Regions from separate parts of the Mus musculus genome. Here all the other regions are linked to region 7. The links are chromatin contacts, called in public HiChIP or PLAC-seq, Micro-C and promoter capture Hi-C maps. All regions are on one chromosome and are shown on one strand. Each heading gives the region's core, a stretch centred on a gene start, on an enhancer-like site or on the middle of the called end of the contact. The rest is flanking DNA. Distances are from core to core; before and after follow the strand shown. Region 1 holds the start of Kdm1a (lysine (K)-specific demethylase 1A). Region 2 overlaps Ephb2 (Eph receptor B2). Region 3 holds the start of Cdc42 (cell division cycle 42). Region 4 holds the start of Cela3b (chymotrypsin-like elastase family, member 3B). Region 5 holds the start of Lactbl1 (lactamase, beta-like 1). Region 6 overlaps Ephb2 (Eph receptor B2). Region 7 holds the start of Zbtb40 (zinc finger and BTB domain containing 40).

Evidence for each region. Promoter capture Hi-C pulls out the DNA fragments that hold promoters and counts their contacts. A called contact is a pair of places that touch in the nucleus more often than the background predicts. HiChIP or PLAC-seq counts read pairs in DNA pulled down with a chosen protein or histone mark.
Region 1: a contact with region 7 is called in a FOXA1 HiChIP or PLAC-seq map of pancreatic cancer cells. The contact joins the promoter of Kdm1a here to the promoter of Zbtb40 in region 7. A contact is called at or near these places in 1 of 39 promoter capture datasets (the HPC-7 cell line), 2 of 484 Hi-C or Micro-C datasets (Th1 cells and embryonic stem cells), 3 of 115 datasets of contacts at active chromatin or transcription factors (astrocytes, bone marrow-derived macrophages and pancreatic cancer cells) and 2 of 9 other capture datasets (adipose tissue and pancreatic islet).
Region 2: a contact with region 7 is called in a promoter capture Hi-C map of neural stem cells. The contact joins the enhancer-like site here to the promoter of Zbtb40 in region 7. A contact is called at or near these places in 9 of 39 promoter capture datasets (the 3T3-L1 cell line, the HPC-7 cell line, the SN4741 cell line and 5 more), 17 of 484 Hi-C or Micro-C datasets (CD4 single positive thymocytes, CD8 T cells, the CH12 cell line and 12 more), 6 of 115 datasets of contacts at active chromatin or transcription factors (T-cell acute lymphoblastic leukemia, astrocytes, embryonic basal ganglia and 1 more) and 1 of 9 other capture datasets (adipose tissue).
Region 3: a Micro-C map of embryonic stem cells shows a contact between it and region 7, with 4 times the contacts expected there. The contact joins the promoter of Cdc42 here to the promoter of Zbtb40 in region 7. A contact is called at or near these places in 4 of 39 promoter capture datasets (the SN4741 cell line, cranial neural crest, maxillary cranial neural crest and 1 more), 1 of 484 Hi-C or Micro-C datasets (embryonic stem cells) and 4 of 115 datasets of contacts at active chromatin or transcription factors (astrocytes, effector CD8 T cells, kidney and 1 more).
Region 4: a promoter capture Hi-C map of hippocampal neurons shows a contact between it and region 7, with 3 times the contacts expected there. The contact joins the promoter of Cela3b here to the promoter of Zbtb40 in region 7. A contact is called at or near these places in 2 of 39 promoter capture datasets (hippocampal neurons and liver) and 2 of 9 other capture datasets (liver and pancreatic islet).
Region 5: a promoter capture Hi-C map of embryonic stem cells shows a contact between it and region 7, with 2.7 times the contacts expected there. The contact joins the promoter of Lactbl1 here to the promoter of Zbtb40 in region 7. A contact is called at or near these places in 3 of 39 promoter capture datasets (the HPC-7 cell line, embryonic stem cells and hippocampal neurons), 2 of 484 Hi-C or Micro-C datasets (embryonic stem cells and hematopoietic stem and progenitor cells), 7 of 115 datasets of contacts at active chromatin or transcription factors (T-cell acute lymphoblastic leukemia, embryonic stem cells, forebrain and 3 more) and 2 of 9 other capture datasets (adipose tissue and embryonic stem cells).
Region 6: a promoter capture Hi-C map of hippocampal neurons shows a contact between it and region 7, with 4 times the contacts expected there. The contact joins the enhancer-like site here to the promoter of Zbtb40 in region 7. A contact is called at or near these places in 12 of 39 promoter capture datasets (the 3T3-L1 cell line, the HPC-7 cell line, embryonic stem cells and 5 more), 1 of 15 datasets of contacts at CTCF or cohesin (embryonic stem cells), 2 of 484 Hi-C or Micro-C datasets (the G1E-ER4 cell line and embryonic limb bud), 10 of 115 datasets of contacts at active chromatin or transcription factors (the HPC-7 cell line, T-cell acute lymphoblastic leukemia, astrocytes and 5 more) and 1 of 9 other capture datasets (adipose tissue).

Annotation. Positions count from the first base shown.
Region 1 is chr4:136,601,069-136,604,377 of GRCm38.p6, forward strand. Kdm1a (lysine (K)-specific demethylase 1A) reads right to left here and starts at 1,655. Exons shown (of 20, transcript NM_001347221.1): 1 at 1,164-1,655. The coding sequence starts at 1,517.
Region 2 is chr4:136,680,574-136,684,139 of GRCm38.p6, forward strand. Ephb2 (Eph receptor B2) reads right to left here. Exons shown (of 16, transcript NM_010142.4): 6 at 3,347-3,471. Among named protein-coding and RNA genes, the nearest start is that of Lactbl1, 60 kb to the left of the region's middle. Within about 2 kb of position 1,583, at least 30 of the 459 cell types and tissues checked have an H3K27ac peak or open chromatin away from gene starts, as enhancers often do. A contact at or near this core is called in CD8 T cells, the G1E-ER4 cell line, the HPC-7 cell line and 1 more, where this site is marked.
Region 3 is chr4:137,356,371-137,359,602 of GRCm38.p6, forward strand. Cdc42 (cell division cycle 42) reads right to left here and starts at 1,389. Exons shown (of 6, transcript NM_009861.3): 1 at 1,276-1,389.
Region 4 is chr4:137,428,537-137,432,024 of GRCm38.p6, forward strand. Cela3b (chymotrypsin-like elastase family, member 3B) reads right to left here and starts at 1,984. Exons shown (of 8, transcript NM_026419.2): 1 at 1,924-1,984; 2 at 1-18. The coding sequence starts at 1,963.
Region 5 is chr4:136,621,084-136,624,495 of GRCm38.p6, forward strand. Lactbl1 (lactamase, beta-like 1) reads left to right here and starts at 1,538. Exons shown (of 8, transcript NM_001243262.1): 1 at 1,538-1,658; 2 at 2,202-2,274. The coding sequence starts at 2,263.
Region 6 is chr4:136,650,251-136,653,942 of GRCm38.p6, forward strand. It overlaps Ephb2 (Eph receptor B2), which reads right to left. Exons shown (of 16, transcript NM_010142.4): 16 at 1-3,692. Among named protein-coding and RNA genes, the nearest start is that of Lactbl1, 29 kb to the left of the region's middle. Within about 2 kb of position 2,116, at least 45 of the 459 cell types and tissues checked have an H3K27ac peak or open chromatin away from gene starts, as enhancers often do. A contact at or near this core is called in the G1E-ER4 cell line, the HPC-7 cell line, astrocytes and 2 more, where this site is marked.
Region 7 is chr4:137,046,708-137,050,040 of GRCm38.p6, forward strand. Zbtb40 (zinc finger and BTB domain containing 40) reads right to left here and starts at 1,988. Exons shown (of 19, transcript NM_198248.1): 1 at 1,939-1,988.

The sequences.
Region 1 (3,309 bases), core at 405-2,904, 450 kb before region 7:
AGAAACACAAATTCTCAATTCTGCTTGGCCAGTCCTGTGCCATTCAGCCATATCCTTAGACTACTTTCTTTTTTAAAGATTTATTTATCTGAGTACACTGTAGCTGTCTTCAGACACACCAGAAGAGGGCATCAGATCCCATTACAGATGTGAGATGGTTGTGGTTGCTGGGAATTGAACTCAGGACCCCTGGAAGAGCAGTCAGCAGTCTTAACCACTGAGCCACCTCTCCAGCCCCTTAGACTACTTCTTGTATTTATTACAAACCCATATGTATTTCCAATTTCCCCATCAGATTAAGCATCTCTGGTTAAGGCTAATACTGTGCAATAAAGCCACACCAATGCTTAGCAAGGTTACTGACCCAGAGGGTTGTTTGTTTGTTTGTTTGTTTGTTTCAATATCGAATTACACCTTGTCAAAACACCAAACTCTGAAACTGCAAACCTCTTTTTACTCATTCTTAAAATGAAGCTAACAATACCAGTCCAGTGGTGTTTGGGAAAACGAAAAACGCTGGCCCTGTGCCAAATGCACCATCTGGCATACTGGGGTGTGAGACAGAGGTTATCTGTGGATAGTGTTGGATTTGATGCCAAATCTTTATCTTTATATTCGCCCCGTGTCCAACTGGTATTCTTCATTCGCTTCCACAATTTGAAAAAGTCTACCCGGGCCCCAAGAAAGCGCTGGCCTCCAGGCCTGACAACCTCAGTTCGATTCCTTAGCATGGCGGAAAGACAGGAAGGACTCAGGCGAGCTATCCTATGACCCCAACTCGCACACGCACAATAAACGATTGGTTTTTGTATATTTTATTATTTTATCTTTAAAAAAAAGAAAGAAAGAAATAAGAGTCTACGCGTACCTGGCGTACAGCAAGACCTTTCAAAAACAAAGAAAAAGTCTCTTTCTTTTCATGCAGCTTGACTCTTAGAGCATCACACCCATCTCCCCGGTGTACACAACCCAGAAGCCGTCCGCCGTCCGCACACATCAGACACACAGGTAGACAAACGCGTCGGGAAGCCATCTTTCCCAGTCAGACCATCAGGGTCACACCCTCCAGCGCCCGATACACCGGGTCCCCGCACAAAGGCCGGGCCTCCCCTCCCCCGGCCCCACTCCGGTCCCCGGGACCAGCGGTTCGATCACGGCCTCACCTTGGCCCGCTTGCGCCGGCTGGTCCGTCGGCCCTCCGGGGTCTCGGCTATTCCGGTCTCCATGGGCGTCGCGGAGCCGGGCCCGGCTGTGGGCCCCGCCTGGGGCCCAGCAGACCCCGGCGGCTCGGCTAGGCCCCCGGGCGGCGAGGCCCGCGGAGGCTCCTTCTTTCGGGGAGTGCGCTCGCCCGCCGCCCCCGTAGCCATGTCGGTGGGGCCCGTCAGGCCCGCGGGCGGCGCGGCCACCTCAGAGCCGTTCTCGGCACCGCCCGCCGCCCCGGACCCGGCCTCGGTCCCAGCAGCCGCCGCCGCCGCCGCTGCCGCTGCCGCCGCCGCCGCCTTCTTCCCAGACAACATCTCGGGCCGCCTGGCCGCCGCGGGCCGCAGGGGCCGATCGGTCTGCCGCTCCGTGGGTCCGCAGCCGCCTCGCGCCTCTCCGCCCCGCACCTCTCACGCTCCGTGCGAAGCCAAACACCCCCGCGTGCGCACGCGCCCTGCGCGCTCCCGCCGCACCAGGACAAAAAAGCAGCCGCTTGTCCCCGGCTCAAGACCAGAGAGCGACGTCCTGGAGGCTAGAGCGGCGCCGCAGCTCCGATCGCGAGGCTGACCTAGAGCGCCCCCTGCGATTGGGAGTGCGACCCAGCATATCCGCCTGACTTCGGGTTCTGAGCCCGACCGTTTTCATCAAGGACTCTCAATATTCACCCCATACACTAGTCACTTCAACTAATAACATTCACTCTCCCTGCAGGACAAGGGGTGGATTATGGAATTCCGGCTTTCAGAGGGCTTACTACCTAATTGAGACAGGGGAACACTCTGAAGTACAACTTAATTAATGATCACTTAATTATCCTGTGCTCTGTAACTCAACCTTTAGAGCACTGGCCCAGAATGTATATGGCCCCGAGTTATCCCTAGAGCTAGGGAAACTAGCTTCATAATGGCCCTGCTTGGACTGTGGGGAAATAAAGAGTGCACGAATTTCCACGGTAATAAAATAGAGAGAAATGAGGAATTTCTGGTTTGAGTCAAAGTGGACTCGCTCTTGCCTCCAAGCCGTGTTTATTTTCTTTCTTGAGGCTGCACATGCTCGCCACCATGCCTCCTCCTCCATGCCTCTCATCTCCAGGCGCATAACACTTCTTCAACCTAGGTCAGTTCTTTCTTTTCTTTTTTTCTTTTTTGGGGAGGGGGGTGGGGGATTGGTTTTTCCGAGACAGGGTTTCTCTGTATAGCCCAGCCTGTCCTGGAACTCACTTTGTAGGCCAGACTGGCCTCTAACTCAGAAATCCACCTGCCTCTGCCTCTGCCTCCCAAGTGCTGAGATTAAAGGCATGTGCCACCACTGCCCGGCTTGGTCAGTTCTTTCTAATGTTGTGAATGTGGGTGTTTTATTCATGAGATGTTGAGATGTATAGGATGTTGGGGGGCTATGAGATATTCACCAGAGAAGAATGCAGGCATGGGTTTAAGCCAATAGAAAGTATTTACTTGGGGCCTGGGGAGATGGGGGGCTGGAGAGATGGCTCAGTGGTTAAGAGAAGTGACTGCTCTTTCAGAGGTCCTGAGTTCAATTCCCAGCAACTACATGGTGGCTCACAACCATCTGTAATGGGATCTGATGCCCTCTTCCGGTGTGTCTGAAGACAGCTACAGTGTACTTAGAAATAATAAATAAAACTTTTTTAAAAGCTTCAGTTAGCCAGAAGCAGAACTACAGAAGCCAAAAAGCAAGGTCAGTCCATTTCCCAAAACTACGGACTTAAATGGATTAAGCCTTTGTTTTAGTTTTGGCAGGTGGTACTGTCTATGTGTTAAGTTTTACAGCTTAAATGGTATTTCCACCATTGAGTTAACTGTGGTAAGATCTTTCAGCCTACTAAGATTTGGGGCCCTGTTACAGGGTTTTGCTGGTTTGTTTAATTCTTCCAAGGTGATGAAGTTGAACACAGAACAGCAGGAGGAAGGTTGCTGGAGGAAACTCCATACCTTGATCGGGGTGATGCTTACAGAGGTGTGAGTATTCACTAAAATTCACTGAACTCTGTGAACAAAATAGACTTTAAAAACAAAAACAAAAAAAAACTAGGCCTGAAGGTGGTGGTGCACGACTTTAATCCCAGCACTTGGGAGGCAGAGGCAGGCA
Region 2 (3,566 bases), core at 333-2,832, 370 kb before region 7:
ATGTGTCTCTGGCCACCCCCCCCTCCCCCCAGTCTACTTTCTAGTACTCTGCATGGATCTTTAACACAACTGGAGTCAGATCCCAGCATTCCAGAACCTTCTATCAGACTCTAAATCAAATCCAGACTCACCAGGCCTGGAAGGCAGGACACACCCCAGCCAGCCTCCCTTTCCAACGGCTCCCCCGTGGCGTGCTCTCTCTCCCCTGCGTGTTGTTCATATTGAGATCTGAGATCATTTCTCTGTTCTCTGAACGCAGCTGCTCAACTCTGCCCCAGGGCCTTTGAGCCCGCTGCGCCTGCTGCCTGAATGGCTGCCTTCATCACACACCCCTCTGTAAACTTCTCTCAGCTTTCAAACCTCAGCTCAGATGTCCCGGATACAGGCCTCCTCTCACCCGCGCCATGGCGGCAGGCCATGCTTGGGTACTTCCCACCGCCGAGACCTTCTTCGTATGGAGAGTACTTCACACGGCTGTTACTGTCTGAGCCTTCCCCCCACACCCGCCCCCCAGATGGCCAAGTCCTCTGCAGCCAGCGTCAGCTGGTAACAGTGGAAGTCAAATGACCCAGTGGCTGTCCTTTGATGGCATGTACACTCAGACTGAGCAGACGGGCTAACCGACAGGGACCTGGCTACATGTCACTGGTCATCTCAGAAGTAACCATGGGAGAAAGCCGGGAGGCAGGAGCACCAGAGAGAGTAAGAAAGGGAGATGGAGGGTAGATCCTCCTTCTGACTCTCAGCACAAAGTGCTGACAGGCCACATGGGCCTCTGTCCCTCAGTTTCTCCTCCCGTCAGTGCCTGGGGGTACCATTCCAAGGACGATTGTGGTGATAGTGTGGTGTCCCCCGCACACATCGAAGACTGTGAGAAGTGACCAGGTAGCCACTTGGCTACTGTGGAGCCACCTGGTCCCAAAGAAAGCAGAGCAGTGCCACCCCAGCCAACACCTCTGCCAGGCTCCCAGGCCTGGCTGGTGCGCTAGGAAATGGGTCGCAGTCAGGACCACAGAGGGATTCCTCATTTCCGCTCCAATCTTTGGGGAAAAATACTTTCAGTTTCATTTAATCACAAGGCTTCTTAATTAGTTTTTTTCCCTTTTCTTTCTTCTGTTTTTTTTTTTTTTCCTTTTCTTTCTTTCTAAAATCAGTTGTTAAGCTGTCCTTGCTGGAGGGAGCAGAGACACTGGCCCCTGCAAGGCAAAGCTTCCTTTGTCCAGCTACCCAGACTGGGAGCCCCTTCAAAGTCCTTCAGGACCCAGTGAGATTTTTTTCAAGAGAGACACTCAGGCCTCTCAGTAGCCACTGCTCAACACATCAACAAGTACTTATGGAATGTCTACTGTATACCAGGCGCCAGGACACAGCAGAGCTAATGTCTCACCCACGGTGGCTCAGAGCTATCAGCAGAGGGCCAAGAGAGGATTCAACATTGGCCCTGGTCTTGGCAGCATGGAAAAGCTTCTCAGAGAAGGTCAAGACATTCATGGCGAAATACTAAAGTAGGAACTGGGGCTGGCTGGGGTGGTGAGGGGCAGGAAGTGACTGGCCCAAGTGGCCAGCCTGCCTCTGGTTTTTGTTTCATTCATGAGCTCCATCCCTCACTCTCTGCTCCATCCACACAATGCTCTCATTCATCATTCGCACCCTAGGGAGACCAGGCCCTTTGCTGCCAGCATGTGGGCTTTCCAGAGAAGAGGCAGAGGCTGTGGGAAGATGCTCAAGGCTGGTAGAAGTGATGGTGTTTCCTGGTACCCTGAAGATGCTGATAGGCAGGGATAAGAGACCAGGGAGGGAAGAATATGATGGAGAAGTCAAAAGCTGGGGCTGGGGTAGGAGTTGGGGCGGGGGGGGTGCAGGCTTCTCTGAGGGGAGACAGCTGATTAAGATAGCTGGGCACTGTAGTGATGTGGGGGGTGGGGGTGGGGTCTTTCATTCTTTCACTCAACTCATCTACTGGGTTTCTCTAGGCTTCAGCTTAGAGCTCTGGGGAGAAGGTGATGACCAGAGAGAGAGGTGGCTCCTGACAGCAGCACAGGACACTGGGATATGCAGGGGGGAAGTCCATGATCATGAGGAGCGCATGAATGAGACAGGGTTAATAGGTGACAAACAGATCTCTGCTAACCCAGAGGCTGATGGGGACTAGGCGGGGGTCTCAGAGAGTGGGTTTCCGCAGGCCTAGCTGCCACAGTCCCTGAGCCCCAACAGCATGACACCCCCCCATCATTTCCTGCTCACTATGAGCTCACCCCCAACAAAGGGCTTTCTATCAACCATTTACCAGCAGCTTAGTCTGAACAGAAGTCCTAGGCACCTTTCTCTGGGGTCCTTGTGGTCTCTATGGGTAGAAGGAAGAGGAATTCTAGGTCTAGGCACCAGGTTACAGGGCCTCTGGTGTTTATCCCTACGGGAGGCCAACTGCTATGTCCACTCCTGGAGGCCTGTGCTATGTGGCGCTCACGGTCTCTGGTCCCATGTGGCACTGTCCTGAAATACTAGCCCACCCTGTAGGAGACAGGCAGGAGAGCAGGGAGCCCACACATTCACCTCTGCAGGGGACCAGGGACATGCTTGGTGCTGGTGTCTGCCCCTTCTTCCTCCTCATGGAGTGGCAGTCTCCTCTGCCATCCACCCAGGTGGAGATGGAGGCCCCCCCCAGGGCAAAGTTTGACTGCCTGAGGATGCAAATTGATTCTGCCTGTTTGTCTTACATGCGTGGCTTCCAGCCACAGGTCTCTCAAAGAGGAGTGGAGTCTATTCTAAAAGATCAGAGAGAAATCCGTCTATGCAGTCCAAGGTGCCTGGGTGGAGACAAAGCCACGGTAGACTCAGAGGGCCTTAGAGGAAGTCTGGCTTTCTTCCCTCAGCCTATAGGAAGAGCCCTTCTCTTCATTGTCAACCCATTGTGGGATCCCCTCAACTGTGGGTTTCCTGTTAGTCACTGACACCTTAGTTTGATCAGAAGTCCATCTTTCCCAGAGGCCCTTCTAGGGGTCCACCCCGCATAGGGTATAGACAGATGCTTTCAACCGGTGAAGACCAGTTTTGTTGTTTTGTTTTGAAAAACAGTTTATCTCAAACTCAGGCCTCTGAGGTCAAGACTGAAGAGGTCTCGACAGTAATAGGTCTGAATGAAGGTGGCATATCGTTCAGACAGACAGCCCGTCCCCTGGACCAGAACAATGAGAGGGCAAGGCACCTGCCTAAGATCTCACAGCAGGGGCAGGAGAGGCAACGGAGAGTCCGGCAGGCTGAGCCTGAGGCTGGCAGGAGAGTACACACCAGGCCTAGACTGGGAGAGGGGCGTTTGGGGAGGCAGAGCCAGTGGGCACACGGCTACCTTCTCATAGTACTGCAGCTCGTAGTCCAGGATCACACCGTTGGGCTGGTCTGGCTGGGACCACGACAGGGTGATGCTGTCCACAGTGCGGCTCACCTGGTGCATGATGGACACGGCCGATGGTGCTGCAAGAGAGGTCAGAGGTCAGGGGTCAAAGCAGGCATGAGGAAGTACAACTTATTTTAGAAGCACGAGAGCCATGGGGCCAGTGAGGACAGGG
Region 3 (3,232 bases), core at 139-2,638, 310 kb after region 7:
ACTTTGAAGTTGCAATCCTAACAAAGACAAATCAGGGGTATGACGAAATTCTCTTTTCACCTCATTCTTCAAACCATGCACTGAAGTTGGGTTCTTTACATCAAGTAAGTCACAATTAGTGTGGCAAAGAATTGCTCCTGCAATTCACCCGAGTATATAGCCAAGGGGTCCTTTAAAGATCATACCTACACAAGTGGCTGCAGACAGTGTATATTCCCTGACCAAAATAACTTAAACCTAAGATTTTGAACCTTCGGTATTTTAGGTGCATCTCAGGCAGCCTGAAGACAGGCAACAGGATTTCAACAACAACAAAAAAAAATTGCCACCTTACTCTGAACCAATGTGCTGGGTTGACCCACAAAGGCCGCAAGATGCTGTCTTAATTTGAATAGCCCTGACTTGTAGGAGTTAAAACTCTCACCCCTTATGCTGCGATGACGTAATCTTCCACACTGAATTTCTCCCAGAGTTAAAGGGGTGGAAAGAGGAATTTACAAAATAGTAATAATAACCGACAAAGAAAATTTCCTGCTAGGAACGAGGAACTGAGTAAGTGGCCAGGCGGGGTTTCGGGAGGTGCTTAGGCAGGTCCCGGATGGCAAAGAGGCCGGCCCCGGCAGGAGAGCCCCGGGAGCCGCGGGGCAGGAGAGGACACGGCGCGGGGCTGGAGACCGCCGAGGGGCGCAGGCGCAGAGCCGCCCGGTCCGTCACCTCGGCCCCGGCCCGGCCCGGCCCTGCGGCCGCAGTTCCGCTCCCCTCCCCCGCCAGCCGCAACGCGTCCGTGGCGGGGCCGGGGAAGCAGGAAGTCGAGGCCCACAACGGAGAGACAGCCCCCGGCCTCCGACCCCGGTCCGGACCGGGCGTCTCCCACCCCGCGCCCCGGGGCCTCGGAGCCCGCGGGCGGCCGGAGGGGGAGGGGAGCGGGTGGGATGGGTGTGCCCGGTCCTCTCGCCGCCGCCGCCGCCGCCGCCGCCGCTGACAGCTCGGCCGGGCTGTGCCCTCGGCCGCCGCCATCCCCGGCCGCGCCGCGCCGCCATTCCAGCCCTAAGCCTCGCCGCGACCCCGCCTCGCTTCCCTCAGAACCCGGGCCGGCGGGCGCACGCGACCCCGGCAAGCCCTCCCTCGCGGCCCACCGCCCGCAAGCACCGGGATGCCCCTGCCCGCGAGCATCCTCGAGAACCGAGAGAGGACGGGGGGGGGGGGGACACGCGAAGGGGACCGGGCGGCGCAGAAGACGCTCCCGCAGGGAGGCTTCTCGGGCCCCGCACTCACCTCAGCTTCTCCGCCGGGGCGTTGGCAGCACTGCGCGGGGCCTCCTCGGCTGCCGGACAGGGGCACGCGCCTGACGTCAGCACGCAGGGGACGCATGGTTGGGTGCCCGCGGAAGTGGGAGGGACAAAGAGAGAGAAGGGGCTGAGGGCGGCTCGGGCTCCGCCCCTTGGCGCGCACGCGCGCGGGCTGCGTTCCTTGCATGCTCTGGTTGGCTCTCTGCGCCTTTTAACGGTATTTTTTATCCGTAATAAAACTATGAACAATGATGTGCACGGTGTTGTAACTAAAGTTTATTTTGAGTCTTGCAACTTCGTGAAGAAAAGTGTTGTAAATATGTTTTACTTTTATATTTTTGTTTATTTTATTGAGACAGGGTGTCATTATGTAGCCCTTGCTATCCCAGAATGGCTATGTAGACCAGGCTGTCCCAGAACACAGCAATACTACTGCCTCTGCTTCCAGAGTTCTGATATTTCAAGAAATGTACTACCATGCCTGAGCTGTCTCTCTCTTTTTTGTTGTTGTTTTTTGTTTTTTGACAAGAGTTTCTTTCCATGGGTAGCCCTAGCTGTATTGAAACTTGCTGTGGAGCCCAGGCTAGCCTGGAACTCAGAGAATCCCTTGCCTCTGCTTCCTGGGTGCTGGGATTAAAGGTGTGCATCACCATACCCAGGCTACCGGGTTTGTTTTGTTTTGTTTTGTTTTTAATAACTTGAGACGTGATCTCGTTTAGCGCAGCCTGGATTTGAATGCTTAACTAGGTACCAGAGGTTGATCTTAAACTGCTAAGCCTCTACCTCCGAAGTGCTGAGCTTATAGGCGTGCCCCTCCATAGCCTGCCTCTTTGCTTCTCTGAGAGAGGAAGTGACTTGCTGTGCACAGCTTTATCTGTCTGTTTTTGGAGTGGGAGTTGAGTATCACCCTCGGTTTTGTTTAGAACTAAAGACTTTCCCCCTCAAAAAAGTCCTACATTTACTGTCCCTGAGTGCTCTCCCCTGGCCCCTTTGGTTGGATCTGACCTATCAAATCCTTCTCTTCCCTGTCATCTCGGCGCCTGTTGAATAGCTGCCTTCTCTGGCCGTGTACTAGCTGCTGGAGAATAGAGAGCCTAGCCTTCTGTCAGATGCTCCCCAACATTAGAGGAACCTTATCTCAGTAATGTTCTCTTGCGGGCTGGAGATGTAGCCCAGTCGGTAGAGAGCTTGCCAAGAATGCACGAAGCCCCACGTTAGTGCCTCTACCACATTCATAATCCAAGCTCTGAGATGGATGGCTGTAATCCCAGCACTTGGGAGGTGGAAGCAGAAAAATCTATGGTGACCCTTGGTTGCATAGAAGATTCAGAGTGTCCTAGGATACAAAACATCCATTCTCAAAAAACAGGAGGGTGTGTCTTAAGGAGGCAGAACTCTGAGACCTCAGATGTGTGCTCCTGCATCCAGCTTTATGTGGGCCCTAGGGATTCGAACTCAAGTCCTCACACCTGCGCAGCAATCACTTTGCCCTCTAAGCCACCTCCCAGCCTGCAATCTACTTCTTTCAAAGCTGTACTGTAAACATCGTTCTGTGTCGAACGAAGCCCCGCTTATAGCAAGGCTGCATTCTACCCTGTGGGCATTTCCCTATGTGGGCAATCTCACCCTATAGGGATCGAAGTTGTCTAGCCTTTCTCCGATGCCAGGGAGGACCCAGGGCTCACCAGATACTTGGCAAGTGCTCTGCCACTCAGCCACACCCTCCACTCCGATGACCATAAATGGCAACTTGTGATTACAAAACAAAACAAACAAACAAACAAAAAAACCTCATCAATTTCTTTGGCTTGAGAGAAAGTACAGTTTTCTCTGTTCCCAAGGCAGGTTGGCTGTGTCCTTTCTTTTATCCTGCCTCGAAGTCCCATGAATGTCCCAGACAATGTCTGGCCTTTCCACCAGCTGCTGTATCTTGATGGGATGTC
Region 4 (3,488 bases), core at 734-3,233, 380 kb after region 7:
GCTGTCCACAGCCTGAGGCTAGAGGTGACAATTGAGAAGCCAGTCAGCCAGAGTGTCCTCAGAAGAAAGGGGTCGGGGTGGGAGAGCTGGTGTTTGAGCATGGTGCATTTGGAGGCAGAGGCAAGCTGAATTCTGTATATTCAAGGCCAGCTTGACCTATATGGTGAATTCCAGATCAGCCAATGCTACACAAAGAGATCCTGTCTAAAAAGAAAAAGAAAGAAGCAAAAGAAGAGGAAGAGGAGGAAGAAGAGATTGAGGAGGGAGAGGAGGAAGAGGAAGAAGAGGAGTATAAAGAAGAGGAAGAGGGGGAAGAAGAGAAAGAGGAAGAGGAGGAGGAGGAAGAGGAGGAGGAAAAGGAAGGGGAGGAAGAGGAGGGGGAGCCCTTCCCCTCTCTAGACTTCACTAGCCAGGTATGAAGTAGTGTTTATGCATTTAACCTACAACAGGGCTTCCCAGAGTCAGAGGAGGGCAGGGTCTCTTTTATCTCAAAGACTAAAGACTTGGGACTGAGCCTGGTAGTCAGGGAGCCCCCAAACTCTGAAACCAAAATGCTGGGCATTAGGGTGTGATCCCAGCATTGAGGATTCGAGCTCAAAGGATCAGCCACTGGTTTGAGGTAAGCCTGGGCTAACAGAGTGAAATCTTTTACCCCACCCCAAAAGAAAAAAAGAGGGCTGGCTGCGTGGTAACCCGGGCTAATGACCTGAGTTTTATCCCTGGGATCCCAACAGAGAGAACTGACTCCTGCAAGTTGTTCTCTGGTCTCCACGTGAGCTCTGTAACACACATACAGTCCCTAACAAATAAATAAATGTAATAAAAAAAATTAAAAATGGCAGCTAAAAGTGACATGCTAGCTCAGGCCTGTAGTCCCTGTGCTTGAGAGAGGGAGGCAGTGGGATTGCTAGGAATTCAAGGAAAGGCAGGCTGAGCTATAACATGAGACTTTCTATTAAAAAAAAATTCTTTTTAAAAAGGTGATTTATACCGGGCGTGGTGGCGCACGCCTTTAATCCCAGCACTCGGGAGGCAGAGGCAGGCGGTTTTCTGAGTTCGAGGCCAGCCTGGTCTACAAAGTGAGCTCCAGGACAGCCAGGTCTATACAGAGAAACCCTGCCTCGAAAAACCAAAAAAAAAAAAAAAAAAAAAAAAAAAAGGGCTGGTGAGATGGCTCAGTGGGTAAGAGCACCCGACTGCTCTTCCGAAGGTCCGAAGTTCAAATCCCAGCAACCACGTGGTGGCTCACAACCACCCGTAATGAGATCCGATGCCCTCTTCTGGTGTATCTGAAGACAACTACAGTGTACTTACATATAATAAATAAATAAATCTTTAAAAAAAAAAAAAGGTGACTGACCTATGAAGTGGCTGTTTGAGTGACACAGCTGGGTACGAAGTGAAACTCGGCCACCGACTCAGGATGGCTGTGTTACTTTAAAAGTCAGTTTCCCCACTGACTCCAAACTAGGCTGACTTACCTGGGGTCATAGAAGAAAAACAACCTGTCCCACCGTCACCTGCCTGACATAGTAGACACTTAGAAAATGCCATCGGGTACAATATGGTCGGCCAAGGGAAGCTTTGTGGGCTGTGTCACAGAAGACTGAAAGTTTGAGTTGGAGCCATCAAACCTCAGAGTTCAGACCTTAAGTCAGGAGGTCATCCATTGTCCCCTCAAGGAGTCTTGCCCCGTGGGCTCCCAGTCTTTCTGAGCTGGGTCATCTGAAGCTTGCCTGCCTCCTCCACTCCTGGCCATGAACCAAGCTCAAGGCCCTACAGTCCTGTCCTAGTTGAAGCTGAGACCTTCTGTAGAAGTAGGTATGGGGTGTCACCCAGGGAGGCAAAGAGTGAGGGTCTGTCATATTTCAGGGGCTCCCAGGCTGATGCAGCAAGGAGACATGGGACAAGCTGAGGGCTTACCAAGGGCCACAAGCAGGAGGGAACTCAGCAGTCGGAGCATGGTGAGCTTCAGGGTGATTAGAAAGAGATGTGGAACCGGGACTTTAATATAGTGCCGGAGGCAGGTGGAAGGGCTGGCCCCAGACCCCACTCCCACAACAGGTGGCAGAACACCAGCTTTTTCAAGGCCCAAGGCCACACACCAACCACTGTAGATTAGAGAGCAGGAGCTGAAGGAGGGACCTCAGACTTCCTCCAACCTGTGATTGCACAAGTGGTAGAGAACGGCCAACTGATAAGAGAGGGACAGGCAAAGGGTTCTATTAGACAGGCCGGGCTTTCCCAGGGAAGGCTAGAATAGCAGAGCTGATCAGGCCTGGGTTCAGATCCTGGCTTTGTCTATTGAGTGCTTAGTTTGACCATGGTGTCTCAGAGCTCTAGTCTCCTGCATGGGATTAATATTGATGTCCACCTCCATAAGAGACTGTTTCTGAGTACTTTCTCTGCTGTATTAGGGCTCTTTCTAGGGCTGTGAGCAGACAGCACATGATCCCAGTCTGCTCACAGTCTGCCTAGTGATGGCACAAGATGAACCCACAATTTTTTGTTTTTGTTTTTTGGGGTTTTTTTGAGACAGGGTTTCTCTGTATATCCCCACTGACCTGGACCTCACTCTGTAGACCAGGCTGGCCTCGAACTCAGAAATCCACCTGCCTCTGCCTCCCAAGTGCCAAAATTTTTAAGAAGCTGTCTCTAACCAGTGAGGGTGGGTGCCATACGGAAACAAAACATGGGTGATCAGGAGGGGACCCCTCCCTTCCCATTTGTCTTGGGAGGTTGAGGCAGAGTGACATATTGACTCTGGAGACGATATGCATGCAAGTGAGTCCTGAAGCCAGCCATGGGAACGGGTGGAGGGTAGACACTCAACTCAGGAGTGGCTTGCTCAAGAAAAAAGAGGGGCAGGGGTCTGGAGTCAACGAGGAGCTGGGTGAGGTGGCATCGTCTGTGTTCCCAGCTGCTCCAAGGCTGAGGCAGGAGGGTTATGAGTTGGTGGTCAACTAGGGTTGCACAGCAAGGCCCTGTCTCAAAGCAAAAAAATAAAATGGGTCTGGAAGCACAACACAGGGCCTCAAAGTAAGGCCTTTGGTTTTGTCCTTGTCAAGGAGGGGGAGGAGGAGGAGAGGGATATGGAGACAGAAGAGGAGACAAGGAAGAAGCAACCAGGTGAGGGGAGGAGGAGAAGGGAACAGGGAGGAGGAGAAGGAAGGAAAGAGAGGAATATAAAAGAGGAAGCAGGCTTGCTAAGATGACCTGGCACCTAAAGACGCCCATCGGGCCTCACGACCTGAGTTGGATCCCTGGGGCCCACCTGTTACAAGGAGAGGACCAACTCCTCTCCTCTGAGTTGCCCTCTGAGCTCCACGCATGCTGGGGCATGTGCACCCACTCCCATCACACACACACACACACACACACACACACACACACACACACACACACACACACAGAAGCAACAAAAATGCAATCGAAAGCTTTAACTAAAGGAGCTTGGTGAGGATCCTGCCAACGCACTGTCAACCAAG
Region 5 (3,412 bases), core at 288-2,787, 430 kb before region 7:
TGTGTCTGTGAGTATGTGCTGTGTGTGTATATATGTGTACGTGTGTGTGCTGGTACATGTGTGTATGTGCATGTTTATGTGTATCTCTGTGAGTATGAGTGTATATGTGAGTGTGTGACTGTGTGCAAGTGTATATATGTGTGCATATATGTGTGGCTGTGAGTATGTGTGTTTATGTGCTAGTGTGTGTATGTGTGTGTTTATGTGCTAGTGTGTGTGTGTATGTGTGTATATATGTGTGTGTGCTGGTGTGTTTCTTTGTATGTATGTGAGTATGTGTGTGTATGTATATGAATGTGTATCTGTGTCTGTGTGTGTGTTTGATCTTTCTTGTTTCACAGGTATAGAACCTGAAGACCAATTCTCCAGTAAAATACCTTTAAAGGAAGAGCAAGCTGGGACATTCCATGTACACCTTCTGCCATCTAGTGGTGATTTGCTATATGACATGGTGTGGATTCTCTTCTAGCTGAATTGGAAATAATCCGGATTTACAAGGGAGAAACACCTGCCTCCAGAAGCTGGGTCAACTTGAGTATCCAGGAGGAGTGCCACAGAAGACAGTGGAGTCATTGAGACATGGGTGGGTCCCCTAAGGGAAGTCTTGCAGGCCCTTGCAGTAAACTATCTGACTCAGATCATCAGTCCTAGCTTTGACATGCCACCCCCCCACCCCCCGACGACCTCATAGTCAGTCAGATGGAGATATAAGGAAGGCTTTGGGGACCAGGGGAGGGGGACCTGTGTCCTGTGTTCCAATCTTAGCCCTTGCTCTTCCTGGGAACTTTGAATATCAGCTCCTTTGGATGGATGGAAAGTGTGACAAGCTAGATTCTTCTTCCTGCAGTTCCTGTGCAGATCAAAGACACAGACAGCCTGTAAGATGGCTCAGTAGGTAGAGGTGCTTGCCACCACGCCTGATGACCTGAATTCAATCCCTGGGACCCACACAGTGGAAAGAGAAAACCACTTCTTGCGAGTTGTCCTCTGACATTCCCGAAAATCTAAGTCAGTCTTAGATTTTCTTAGACTTAGAAAAAAAATCTAAAGTCAGCCTTTGGACCAGATTGGGAGTTTGATACCAGAGCCAAGTCATGAGTGCCAGCCTTGGCAGAGCCAGCCCCTCCTAGGGGCAGGTCACGGGCTTCTGCCTTAGAAGCACTCTCCTACTTAATTAGCTGTAGTCATTATTGTCCTCATTTACAAAGAAACCGAGAGAGTCTCACTTCCAGGTAACAGTGGCTCTCCTGGGCACTTAATAGAAAGGCTCACACCTGTGTTCTCAGAGGTGACTGGTGAACTGGTTTGAGCTTGGAAAAGGGTTCTAAGGGCCTGAGGGTCAGATCCTGGTAGCTGTCTTTTGTCACCTCTTTTCCTGAGTTTCTTCATGCCCCCGGACTATAGCTTCTGTGGTCACATGGCATAGATGTCCGGCACTCTGATACATCTGCCCAGCTTCCCTGCTGCCAGGGCTCCTGGGAAGCTAATCCTCTAGGCAGAGGACAGCGAGGGATTAGAGCTGGAGAAATGAGGGCCACATCTGTCACGGCTGCTGGCAGTTTGGGCAAAGCTCATGCTGAGCGTTCAGGAAGACCCTTGAAACACAGGGATCCCGGTTGAAAGAGCTGAATTGTGGATTCCATTAGATCCTTCTGGAAGTAGGTAAAATGTGAGAGTCTGGGGCCTGGCAGATGGTTGTGGGGGAAGGAGCTGGAATTAGAGGCTGGTAGATTTGGGGTAGGTTTGGTGCCCTCCTTCAGGTTTGCCTGAGATAGAAGGGGTTCTGGGTCTTCTAGTGCAAGAAGCAGGATAGTCCTGGACAATCAGGCACTGCGAATCAGCCAGGCTTCTGAGCTTGGGAAGTGGGGTCCTCCTTCCCCACCATCCTCATTTTACCCCCTTTCTAGCTATTTTCTGTCCCTTCTTCTCCCAGGACATGTCTTTATTATTAATTTTATGTGTATGTATGTTTCCCCATTTATGCTTGTATCATGGGTAGGTCTGGCATCCCTGGAGAGTGTCAGAACCCCAGAAACTGTGGTTATAGATGGTTGTGAGCTACCATGTAGATGCAGGGAATTGAACCCAGATCCTCTGAAATAGCAGCAGTGCTCTTAAGCTCTGAGCCATCTCTCCGGGCCCTGTCTCCCCACTGCTCCCACTTCTTCTTGCCTTTGCTTCTCTTAGTTTCCTGTCCACAGGGTTTCCTGCGCTGCAGGCCAGAATCCTCAAGGAGCTGGAATCTTCCATGCCCTAAGGAAGATGAAGACTCGGGTGAGTCCCAATCAGGAAGTCACACATTTTCTTGGTCAACATCCCTAGCTCCTCCTCAGCTGCTTGCTCAGTGACTCTGCCCTCCTTCCCACCCTGGCTGCTTCACCTGCTTCCCCACCGGAGCCTCTGCTCTTGCTTGTTTCTCTCTGGAACAAGTAAAGCAACTATGACAGTTGAGCTAACACTTGTTATTGTAACACAACTTGTTTGCCAATCGATCCATGCTTCCTGCACAGCTCTGTAGGGGCTCACCTGAGCTCTCCCGGGGGGAGGGGCAGTCTTCTGGCTTCAAGAGGTGAAGTCATTTGTCCAGAGCTGGAAGGTGCAGAGCTGAGCTCAGGTTCTGTTTGTTGCCCTTTCCAGAGTGTTATACAAATGATGCTACAATCCGTCCGCGTTTGAGAATGGTTTATTTATTTCACTTAGCACAGTGCATTTAAGATTTATACATATTATTATATATATAGATACTCTATTCTTTATGTTGCTATGTAACATTCGATTGCATGGACCTATGAGTCATATTTTCATTCATCATTGAAGGATATTTGGTTGGTTCAGGCCTTTGAAAAGTTATAAGTAGCTAGGAGATGGCTCACTTGGTAAAGTACTCAAAGACCCAGGTTCAATCCCCAGTACTATATAAAAAACCTGAGGGGCAGTGGTTCGTACCCTCAATCCCAGTGCCGGGGAGGCAGGGACAGGCAGCTCTTTGGAGTTCTCTGGTCAGTCGGCTTCCTCTAGTCACAGAGCCTCATGTTCCAGCTGGAGATCCCGCCTCAAAAAACAAGAATAATGGAGAAAGGTATCTGATGTTGACTTTTGACTTCTATATGCACACACGTACACATGCATACACACATATGTACACATACATACACAATGCACATGTGCGCACATACACACACGTACACATACACATGTGCGCACATATACACATGTACACATGCATACACACATATGTACACATACATACACACATGCACACACACATGCACATATATACACATCTATTCATACACACATGCACACATACACATATATTTATACACACATACATTCATACAAACATGCACAAATACACACACACACATGAACACATATACACATACACTTGCATACATACATTCATACAAAC
Region 6 (3,692 bases), core at 866-3,365, 400 kb before region 7:
TGTAATCCCAGCCCTTGGGAGGTAGAGCGAGGAGGATCGGACGTTCAATAGTGGTCATCCCTGACTGCACAGTGAGTTTGGGGTCAGACTGGGATATATGAGACTCTTTCAAAATAAAAAGAGATGAATCAGGGAACACAAAGCCAAGCTCCTCTCTCCCAGGCTGCGGAAGTGGAGTCGGGTTTGTCCGTGTTGGAAAGTAAATGGCAGAGTCTGGGCTCTCTTGGAGTCCCGAGGGCTCTTCCAGGGGCTTGCTGGAAGCTCCTCTTTTGATTTGATGGCTGAAACTGACTCTTTTTTTTTTCTAGAACACTGGTTCTCAACCTGTGGGTCGTGACCACTTTGGGAGTTGAATGACTCCATTCTCAGGGGTTGTCTAAGTCCACTGGAAAACACAGATATTTACATCATGATTCATAACAATAGCCAAGTTACAGTTATAAAGTAGCAATGAAAACATTTTTATGAGCTAGGTGGTAGTGGCGCACCCCTTTAACCCCAGCACCTAGAAGGCAGAGGGAGGTGGATCTCTGTGAGTTCAAGGCCAGCCTGGTCTACAGAGTGAGTTCCAGAACAGCCAGGGCTACACAGAGAAACCCTGTCTCAAAAAGCCAAATCAAACCACAACAAATGGTTGGGGGTCACCACACCGTGAGGAATTGTGTTAAAGGGTTGCAGCATTGGGAAGGTTGAGAACCACTGCTCTATAATCTAATGGTAGTCCTACTAATCTCTGCTTGGTAGCCTCTGTGGCTGGACCTTAATTCCATGCCCTACACTCACACCAACTCATGCCCCACAACACCTCCAGATGTTTTTGCGCTGCACTGTTGAAGCTGCTACGTTTTGGAGTGACCTTTCTCTCAGCCTGTAGCCTCCCCCTGAAAGCCCACCCTGATAGCCCATCCCATCTGGTTTTCTCTTGCCTCATACGCCAGAGCTGGATTCCTTTGTTTTCTGCGCCTAAGTGACCATGTTCGGGTGGACCCTGGTGCGGGGAAGCCAAGGCTTGTGGCCCTTTCTGGAGCCGTGGCCCTGAACCAGTGTTTTACTTTGCGGGACCGAGGTGGACAAAGGGTTTTCCAGGCCTGCAGCACCCAGCCTAATGCTCCTGTTTTATAGATGAGAAGCTATGGCCCAGTGAGGAACAGTCTCTCCTGGGGCCCGTGGCCCTAGTTAGTGACAGAAGTAGGTTACATCTTGTCTTTTGAGTGCATTTGCACCTCTCCCTGCCAAAGGTCTTCCTCTGGGAACTGTCCCTGGAAATGACAGGCACCTGGAGAAGCAAGGGTGGCATTGGGGTGGGTGGTGGTCTCCGGTGGGAGTCCTTCAGCAAGGGGTGGGATCTATGAGGGGGTGCAATGTTAGTGAGTGCCCACAAGGGGGCAGCATAGACCTCTCAGCCATAGAGAAGGTGGGCGCTCTGGATACTGGAAAGGGTGGACTTGAGGCCCAGCTGGTAAGTAGATTGTATAAGTGTTCTCTGCTACTCTTGTGTCTGCTCAGAAGCAGTGGGTCTAGCACTAAGGATGTCACTATTGACCATAACTTCTTTCCTAGAGATAAGGTCTTATGTGGCCCAGGCTGGCTTTGAACTCACTAAGTAGCTAAGGATGCCACTGATCTTCTAACCCTCCTGCCTCCATTTCTTGAGTACCGAGTTTACAGTCATATATTACCATATCCGGTTTATGCAGTGCTGGGGGGTGGAACCGAGTGCTTTGTGCATGCCAGGCAAGCGTGCTACCAACCTACCAGCAAGACACCTTCAATACCGGCTCAGGAACAGGCCTGTTGATTGCCACTAACAGCCCATTGTGAGACTTCTGGGGTGGGTGGCACAGCTCCGTCATACTTAACTTGGCCCCGAGTGGCTCTTCCAGGCACACTCTCCCAGAGCAGCTGGCCCCACTTCCATGGTGCCCTGGCCCAGGTTCACAAAACAGCTTTCTTTCCTCAAGAAACAAGCTTGGGCTGAACAGCCGGAAGCGGTTCCTGATGCTGGGCAGGTGGGAGCTAGTGCTTGGGGGGGCTGGGAGTGGGGAGATGGATGGGGGGTGGAGCCAGGAAGGGATTAGTAACTAGGCAGCAGATAGCTCCAAGCTGTGTGCCCATGTGAGCGGGCAGCCTAAGTGGAAGGCGCTTGGCAGCAGGGCCTACCACTCCCTGCTGAGCATTGAGGAGTGGGGGGAGGACGATGTCTTGTAGTTGAGAAGTGAGCAGGGCCTACACTCAGGACTGCCACAGTGACGGTGTCTGTTTGGTACCCTGAAGAGGAGACAGAAGGTCTGGATAGCACCCGTATTCTGGAAGTAGACATGTAGAGTCCTACGGCTTTACACGAATACTTTGGGCACTAGAGGGTGGATGGGCAGATGAGCTGGCTAGAAGACGCCAGCCTAGTGGCTTAAGGCAGGAAGCCATCTGACGGAAACACTGACTGCCAGGCCTCGTGGGGCTCTGGGGTGGTGGGAGGTGGGCTGGGGAGACAGTTAATCTGCAGAGCATCAGAGAAGCTCCCACCAGAAGGTGACCTTGTGTGCTGGGACAGCTGCCATCCGCGCTGGGTGTCTTTGGGCCATTAAGGGATGGCCAACGGGCCGCTGTTTGCTGCTTTGTGGGAAACTTGCCAATACTTGCCCTGTGTCCAGGCCCGCTGTCCCTACCCCAGGGACAAGCTTCCTCTCTAATCCCTTCCTTCCCTCTGCTCCCGGGTTGAGAATAGGTGAAGGACAGATGACAGGCTGAGCCACGATGGTTTTGCTCACTGCAGGGTCTTTTGCTGGTGGCCTGTGGCCTCAATCTTCCCCCATGGATAGGCTCCTCAAAGATGCTCACCAGACAAAGGAAATGGTCCTGAGATGAGCTGTCTCTGGGATACCCCTTCCTCTTCTAACAGTCTTATCTGCAGCACACACACTTCCTGCCTCCTTCTCCTCCTCTTCCTTCTCTTCCTCCTTCTCCTCCTCCACACAAAAGAACTACTCACAGTAAGTCCGAGCCCTTAGCACAGGAGACAGCATTGTGTGGGGGAGGGGGTTACATTTGTGGCTGAATGGGGTCCACGGGCCACCACTTCTAACGTGGCTTACTTAGCCAGGCACTGTACACGCAACGCAGAGCTGAGCCAACCCAGTGCCTACGCTTCTCTGCCTGTGCTTCTGATGACCCTAGGCTAAGAAGGCTACATGAGCTTCTTTGTTTGTTTGTTTGATTGCCTCCATGAGTTTCCTCAGCCTGGGCCTTTTGGATCCTGAGGGGCAGGGGGAAGAGTCCCTTGCAAGAGCATTAAAGTCATTTGGCAGGTCCCAAAGGTGCCAGGATCTTTTTCTTGGAACTTACAGAGTACAGGGGTCATTTTATAACTAAAGCATTTATTTCCATTCAATTCACTAACCGATTGTTCTGCTCGGATTCCCTGCATTTGCTCACAGGGGAGCCTGCGGCCAGACCCCTTGACTGATGATGGTGTTCCTCTGGCCAAGACCTTCAGACCCAGGCAAAGGCCTCGGGGAAAGAAGGAGTGGGAGAGAGACAGAGAGAGACAGAGAGAGAGAGAGACAGAGAGAGAGAGAGAGAGAGAGAGACAGAGAGAGAGAGAGACAGAGAGAGAGAGAGAGTCACGTGGTCTCCCGGGGTACCCTTGGAGGGCTGGGGTGTCACAGTGAATGATCAGGGTCCTGACTTCCCGG
Region 7 (3,333 bases), core at 738-3,237:
TACATTACCGAAGCCCTTTGAAGAATTTAAATTCCACAAAGAGGCAAAAGTCGTGGTCCTCTTGTGTAATAACACATTTCTAGGAATCATACCTGCACATAGTAGAAGCACCTGAACAACTGATTAAACTCATGCAAGCATAGGTGTAAAAAACAAAAAAAACCAAAATAACTGTTAAATGGGTCATGGATAGCTGGGCGTGGTGGCGCACACTTTTAATCCCAGCACTCGGGAGGCAGTGGCAGGTGGATTTCTGAGTTCGAGGCCAGCCTGGTCTACAAAGTGAGTTCCAGGACAGCCAGGGATACACAGAGAAACCCTGTCTCGAAAGAAAAAAAAAAAAATTGGGTGATGGAGCTTGGCAAGAGGCACACGCCTGTAACCTCAGCACTTGGGAGGAAGACTGGAGGAGCAGGAGCTCTAGACCAACCAACTGGAGATATGTGTGTGTGTATATATATATATACATATATATATATACACACACACACACACACGTACATATACATATATATGTATACACATACGTATATACATGTGTATATACACATATATACATAAATGTGTATATATACACACACAAATACATATATGTATATGTATTTATTTCCAGGCCAGCCTATATATATATACATATACATATATATATATATATACATATATATACATACATATACACACACATATACATATACACACACACACAAATACATATATGTATATGTATTTATTTCCAGGCCAGCCTATATATATATATATATATATATATATATATATATATATATATATGTATATATATAATATGTGTGTATACATATACACACACACAAATACATATACGTATATTTATTTATTTCCAGGCCAGCCTGGGCTACATGAGGTCTGTGTCAAAACAAGCACAAGACAGAATGGGAACCTGTCACCGAAGAACCATGTCTACATTGAGCATAATTTATGCCAAGCACTGAAAATTTGCACTTCCTAACCCTAACCCTACATTGATTGCTTAAACAGCTATAACCCACACCAAGATTTGGATACAATTCCAAGGAAGAGCACTCCCAGAGGGAGAAAACTTACAGTTTGAGGTAATGTGACCTAGGCTATCATACAAGGGGGATTTCCCAGCGACAGCCTCACATTGCCAGCCCTATAAGCTAGCACACCCTAATCACACTTCACGTTTTGTGCAGGGAAAATACACTGCAAAGCTACGTAGAGACATAAAATAGATGGCCAATTGCACACACTGGGCGGGTGATAGCTTTGTAAGGAATGAGAGACCACTAGCTTGACGGCATCATGGAAGCTAGTCACATATCGTGTCAACTGTGCCTCGGGCCAGGATTGGCAAACTTCTGTAAAGCGCCGGAGAGAAATGACTCTGGCTTTATGGACCTTTCCATCAAAGCCGAAAAGCAGCCGGGGCAACTGCGCGCACTCCCCCGCCCCGCGGCAGGCGAGCGGCCGGACAACCCGTTAAAAAGAAAACAAAAAACGACCATAGCTGCGTCTCCGTGCAACTTCACTGCTGGGAGCTGAAGTTTTATTTCCCACGACTTCTATTTCCCCGCAACTGTTTTACAGCGGATAAACAAAAGCTGAGAGCAGAGATGGGAGGGAGCCCTCTGGGCCGGGGCGTCCGCAGCACAGCCCGGGAGCCGGGGAGTGAGGGCCGCAGATGCCAGGCAGTGTCCCGCGTCCTTCCACGGGACGCAACAACCTAGGCTGCGCCCGAAGTGAGGGCTGTTCCCGGGGGCCACGTCCCGAGGACAGCGGACGGCGGCGGCTGTGACCGACGCGAGCCAGGCGGAGCTCGCTCCGCGCATCCCCTGCGTCCCCCAGGGGTCCTGGGGCGCCCCTCACTCAGGGAGTCTCGGGAGCCTCCGCCGCGACAGGGGTCTCCGCGCAGAGTCCCAGCGCCGTTTCTATGGTTACCTGCTCAGCACCGATTCAAACTGCCGTTCTTTATTGACAGCGCCATTGAGGACACGAACACTCCTGCCCGAAGGGAACAATAAAGCTTTCTCCATTCAACAGCGCTGGAGACGCCAAAAGGCAGCCATCTTGGGGCCGGGGAAAACGCCGAGGGCCGTAGCCCGGATGTGCGCACGCCGTAGTCACGTGCTGGGGGACGGTCTCGCGAGAAGGCTGTCCCTGCATCACGTGCACGCTTTCTACCAATGGCAGGCTTCCAAGTTTGGAACCTGGTCTGCTCTTGACCTTTGACCTTCGCCTCACAGTACCTTGGGAGATGTTTCCTTAGCATGTTCCATAGCATGATCCATCCCTTACCTAGCCACTTCTGAGGTTTGCTGCGAAGAGACGACAAAGATTTCTTTCCTTCTTTTGTAACAAACAGTCATGTGCAGGGCGAGAACGAGACTGATTTCTGGACTGGGCTTGGTATGGGTGTACACGGGGTTTCTTTTGCCATTATCCTCTCACGTTTTAACCTATAGCACCACACGCTGGTTATGAACCCCGAGTCCAGTGTCCTGGCAGTCAAATGGATGTGAATCGGATCCAGTTAACATGAGCCCCATTGGCACTGGTCATGAGAGCTGTCCCTGCATCACATGGAGACCCATTTGTCCGAGATCCAGGCTTCTCGTTGCTATGTCTAGCTCCCAATGTGATTACAGCTGTTCCATGGGCAATGACAATATTCAGTCGTCCCCAGCACTGTCGCTGTCAGCTCGACTTGATGCAATACCTTTAAAACAGAAACCGAACCTATGGAGCAGAGCTGTCACTCAAATTTCTGTCATCTAATACTGTGACTGCAGTTTGCAGCTACTGCTGAAGATAAATAATTAGAACACTCTGGGTCATTAGAGCACTCTGGGCAGCTGTTCTAGTTAATTTTTGTTGTGATAAAATATCCTGAACCCCCTCCCCCCCCAAAAAAAAGTCTAATGAGTCAGGCTTAGTGACCCATCTTTTAATCCTGGTGCTTTGGAGGCAGAGGCAGGCAGATCTCTGAATTGTGAGGCTACCTTGATGTGTGTGTGTGTGTGTGTGTGTGTGTGTGTGTGTGTGTGTGTGTGTGTGTAGTTTCAGGACACCCAGAGCTACATAATAAGACCAGGAAGAAGGAGGAGGACCAAGGGGGGAAAGATTTTTTTCAGCTTACAATTGCAGGTTAGTCCACCACCTTGGAGAAGTCAAGGCAAGACAAAGACTTCAAACCACTAATCACACCACATCCATAGAGCAGAGAGAAGTGAATGCATGCATGTTCTTGCTTGTGCCCAGTTGGATTGCAGGCACAGTTCAAGACTCCTTGCCTGGGGAATGGGGCCACCCACAGTGGACTGAGTATTCTGACAT